Regions from separate parts of the Aedes aegypti genome. Here region 2 is linked to region 1. A link is a contact called in public Hi-C data. All regions are on one chromosome and are shown on one strand. The core of a region is the stretch at or near the end of the contact, and the rest is flanking DNA. Distances in the headings are between cores, read along the strand shown.

Evidence for each region. Hi-C and Micro-C count contacts between places; a contact is called where the count stands out from the background.
Region 2: a Hi-C map of whole pupa shows a contact between it and region 1, with 2.3 times the contacts expected there. The contact joins the enhancer-like site here to the promoter of LOC5576869 in region 1. A contact is called at or near these places in 2 of 2 Hi-C or Micro-C datasets (whole body and whole pupa).

The regions. Positions count from the first base shown.
Region 1 is chr1:161,791,511-161,794,210 of AaegL5.0, reverse strand. It overlaps LOC5576869 (mucin-3A), which reads right to left and starts at 1,365. Exons shown (of 6, transcript XM_021852790.1): 1 at 468-1,365. The coding sequence starts at 765.
Region 2 is chr1:161,857,771-161,860,470 of AaegL5.0, reverse strand. All of the region lies in intron 1 of LOC5576869 (mucin-3A), which reads right to left. Among protein-coding and RNA genes, the nearest start is that of LOC5576869, 66 kb to the right of the region's middle. Within about 2 kb of position 1,275, at least 3 of the 3 cell types and tissues checked have open chromatin away from gene starts, as enhancers often do.

The DNA of each region.
Region 1 (2,700 bases), core at 116-2,615:
GATTCAAAATAACAAAAATATGATGCTGAAGCTGGTATGGAACTGATAAGATATATTGAATATGATATGTTGAAACATTGGAACAAATGTCGAATGATTTTTTTTAACAATTTTAGGCAAACATCGTTGCAACCTTTTCAGATGAAATAAATGATTATTAATAAAAAAAATTATCCCCTAACTAATCAAAATATTTAGGAGATGGAAATATGATTTTATTATGTTACTATTTTTAAGGATATTCTATAGTCAAATGTCAATAACATGGCGGAAGGAGTCTGCAGTCATAAATATATCGGGTTTCATAAATACACCACCAATCTCATGATTTTCTCATGCCTCACTACATCGCTGGACCACAGCTTCTTACCTACAGAAAACAGATGCACAAAGTGGAAAAAGAAGCTTCCGACTGTGCGAGAGGCTTCGGAAACTGGTTGAGTATGTAAGAGAAGAGGGGTACTTACGGACTGCGACTTGCTTTGGGTCAAATTCCTCCACTCGTTTGGAAAGATTGTCGATTCGCTGTTTTATCCCAAGTGATCGTTCACTAACACTAGCCAATTCCTTGTTGAGTTCGGTGAAAATCTGGTTCGAGATGAGCACCAGCGAGGCCAGCTGGCGGAGGGCATTGCTCAGCGTTAGGTTCGTGATCGCTTCCAACTCATAGTCTTGAACCGGCAACGCAGCTGTTCCGCGTGAATGGGACGGTTTTGTCGACCGTGCAACATACTTCGGGGTCACAACACGCTGCACGAAAGGCATCTTTGCATCGTGTTGTGCACTGGTTGGCGGCGAAGTCTTGGACGTTGACTAAAACCGCTACTACAACTTCAATTTCGCGCTCCGTTTACACCACTACTAGACGTTCCGCACAACGATTCACGTACTTGCAATGAATTCATATTCGATGGTTTGATTTTTCAGCTCATCAGCAGCTTATGTTTCGTTAAATCTACTTTTATACCTTAAAAGCATCCAGAACACGTCACATTATTCGCTGAACCTGTTGAACTTAGTTCAGATCACAGATGCCAACTTATTTCAATCTTCATTTTCAAAACTATTTTAACGTACGAACAACATTATGTGCACCTTATTCAACTTATCACCCATAAAAGCACACAACTATCAATTAAATATTAACTGAGTTTACGAAGCCATTGATAGCATCTGCCGTTTATTTTCCTCAACGGTCGACATCCCAAACTGCTGCAGCACTGTGAACCCGATTATTCAAATTAAGCATAGGCACAAACATTACACTACTGAACTCAACACCTGAACTCATTGCGGTTCGGTTAAGCTTGAAAGGAACGGAACCGATAACCGGCATCGCAGCAGGTCGACCGACGAAACTAAACTAACGGGCGGATGAGAGAACAGCTTGCCTCTACCTTGCTTGAAACAATCGCTCGCGCGCGCTTATGTTGCATGTTGGCCAGGGGCTGAGAGGCTGTAGGCATGGATTGCGTTGCTTGAAAGTTGGTGGAAGAGAAGGTGGCTATTTTGAGAGAGTGTGAGCAATGTTGAGCATAGATTGTCGGTTGGTACACATCCAGTGTTGCCATGTTAATATAGTATGTAATAGAGCAACTCTAGGAACTGCACCAATTATTTCTGCATGAATCTTCTTTATGACAATTTTTTTTCTGAAGATTGTTAATGAAATGCATGCAGGTTTGTTTTTTAAACCAAGAAGATGATTTTGTTATAAGATTTATTGGGATTCTTTTGGAATTCTTATCCATACATATTACAGAAATCTCAGCATTTTTCTCGAATCACTAAAATTTCCTCAGAGATTAATCCAAGGATTCCTCTAAGGTTTTGTTGGAAACTCATCTGAAATATTAATAATACAGTGCTTTCCCGAATTTGGTAAAACCCGATTTTAGCGACACTCGTTTTTGGCACGATTTATTCCCGATTTTGGAAACACATTGAAACATATTTTCAAGGTAGAACAAAGTTAATGTACATAAAAATAGAATTAGTAGTAAACATTGAAGGTAGAGAAACGCACTTATAGTGGATCTCTCATATATCAAGGTATTGTTTAACGTAATATAACACCTTATAAAGCACGTGTATAAATACAGCTATCACAATTGTTTTTGTAGTTGCTCTGCTTGTAATATTTTTATTAACATATCAATCGTGATCAAAGAAGTTTGATGAATTTAAATGCCTGAAAACGTATTCCGAATATTTCGTGAACATTTATTAGTTAAGCCATAAAACAATTATTGAGTTCTTTCCTTTAGATATTTAATTTTTTTACCGGCATATCGGTCTATTTTGCTCAAAGTAAGAGGGAGCAATAAGCCAGTAATTGATAATTAAGCATTTTAGGAAAAAAAAAAAATATTTTGAAACTCCACCAGCGAATTTACAAGAAATACACGCGTAAAATCTGTTGGACATTTTGTATTGAGTTTCCAGTAACTTGTTTATATAGCTTTTAAGGAGTACAATCTTTAAGAGTTATATCTGCAATGTAAAGTCTACAAAACGCATACGCAACGCCGTGTGCTAGACAATTTTCGGCAATGTTTCACCCAAATACCTATGTTTTGAATGCCGCACACATCAGTTCAGTCTAAACGACTTGCAGAAAAAAATTTCTGAAATGCATATGAAGATCACTCAGCTCTCTAATTTAATGGCTACATTTGCGCAATATTCTATGACCCAGCA
Region 2 (2,700 bases), core at 26-2,525, 66 kb before region 1:
ATATTTTTTTCTCTATCTTTATTACGAGATTGAGGCATGAGTTCTAACCACTACACCAGGCACTCCCCAGCCAAAAGTCATTTGGAAAACAAAACTGAAGACTTATTTCCTGTTTAAGTAACATAATTTTGCTTTCTAGTTTCATACAGGTTAATTTGTAGTACTTTAGCTATCAACATGAAAACATATAACAAGTTTACAGCTAAAAAGGTTGAAAATGTGAAAATTGAGTGGTTTAGATAATTCATAGGACAATTTCGATAACACTCGAATTTGACGTCCTCATTATTCTCCAGGATATTCCACCAAGAACGATGGTATATCAACACAAATCGATGAGTTGCTTGAGCGGAGATCTTCTATGACGTTGAACAAATTATTCACTAAATAATGAATCTTGTTTTACTGTGAAAATATGAATATTTATCTTAATAAGCATATTCTATTCTTTTGAAGAAATAAAGCTCCAATAGAAAATAGGTATAACACTAAAACAGTTCATTCTATGTCTTGATATCAAATGCAAAACAATGTTTTTCATGTCTATAAACCATTGTTTTATAATTAACTTTAAATTGTTTGTTTATTGATTGATAAATCTAGACACGAATATAATATCATATTCACATTTGTTTTGTAAGCTGTCTTATTATTGTATTTAAACCCGTTTAGAAACTCAAGCAAAAAAAGCAATAAAATACTGTTTGTCAATGATTTATTTTCAACGCTACTATTTTTACCGACATGATTCAAAATGCTACGTCCACTAGTTGGGACCCCTCCCTACCCCTCATCACACATCGTCACAAATTCGTGAAGACTCCCCTCCCCCCTAAAATTCTACGTCATTTATGGACGACCCCTTAGTGTCGTCCGGCATTTAAGCGCATCGTGTCATGGGGTGTGGGTTCGATTCCCGCTTCAGCCATTGAGAGACTTTTCATCAGGAATGTTTCTCGGCTGTGCCACTGGAGCATGGTTGGCCGTTGTCTAGTGTTAAGTTACAGTCTGTGCAGCTAAATGGCTGAAGACGGTGTCCATGTCTTTTTACAATTTTGTACGGCCGTGTACAAAAATCTGTAAAAAACCGAATCGGGTGTATTGGAAAGTATGCAATTTGTAGAATAGTTTTTATTCACCTTTCCAACATTTGATAAGGTCAAACTTTATAACAATCAGTCCAGATTTGGGATGCTTCCATCACAACCACCAGTGTCACCTCGTTGATGACCGGCTCCACTTGGGAGGGCATGCCGTTCAGAGTGGCTTTGCCTTCGTCTCGGTGTGTGAACGAGAACCATAGCCGCTTATGCCTATATATTGATCGGTGCATTCATCGGAATACTTATAAAAATGCTGCTTCGGCCATCAGCGGTGCACAAAACCTGTTTCCGATCTCACCAAGACTTAAACCGATCGGATCCACTCAATGGAGCCCGCAATCCATCTCCGACCGTGTACTCATTAGAAGATTCGTTTCACAACCCTTCCGTGTGTTAGTCGGACGGAATTCGTTGCCCGGCTCGATGACTCGGTGAGTTAACAACTACGGTAAGACAACATTGGCAAGGAAATTATTTCATTAGCGCATCAATTGCCAAACCATATGGTTTCTTTGAAAAACGTGCACCACTATGTTTATTTGCTCTCGAGAAACCACCGGTTGTTGTTACATTATCGACTTTGCGTGCACTAGACCAAAGGTTCACGAACACATTCATCACACCAGCCCGGACAAATTAAGTAAATAATCGTGCACATACAAAAAGCATTGAGTGAATACTCTGGTGGCCGACCGAACAAACATTAAATCAAGTGGAGAGGAAGGAAAAATGCCAAACCACGTTCCGCGCTCTCTAAACTCAAACCTTTGTGTTTTGTGTGGGCAGAATTCATTGATGCCACACTTTCGAAGAGTTTCCCATATCTCCTTGATTCGAGCAAGCTGCACGGTGAAGGTGTGTGCAATGAAGTGGGTGTACATACGGAATAGTAAACGACGTCTACATTAACCCGAGTGGTATGGTATGGTGTGTAGTGGGTTTTCGATTTGATCATGATGAAAAAGTTGGCATAAATTGGAAGAAATTAATAAAAATATATTTTTCTTGCAAAAACATGATATGTATGATAAGTTCGCATCCCAATGTCATTGATAAGTGATGTAACATTGATTGAAATTTTGCGCCTTGTAAGAAACAACATTTTTCTATAAAATATTTTTAACAGTTTAATTTAATTGATTTTGTTACATTCATAATCTTATGGAAAATAAGTTTACTCGCAAAAATAATGGATGGCTCTGCGATTTATGCACACGGCATAAAGCGAAGAAACTGCTGGTTTTACTGAAAATGAAACTGTCGAAAACTAATCTTTTGTTAATATGTTGATAAATGTTTATTCAGATAACATATATCTGTAAGAAATGCGAAATTTCCTTGATAAAGATTTTTTAGGCTGAATAGCCTGAACATACTTACATCAGACAACGGACAAAAAAACTACCAGTGGACAAGTGAAAAATTTTCCGACTAACGAAAAGCTTCCTTCAATTGAAGCGAGAATCGAACCCACATTCCGTAGCACAATGCACCTAAACCACACCATCACGGTGCGGAACATCCTTGGGAGGGAAGAATACAAGCCGTACGAAGCCAGAAAAACATCAGAACTGGCACATGAATCCCTTAACCCAAA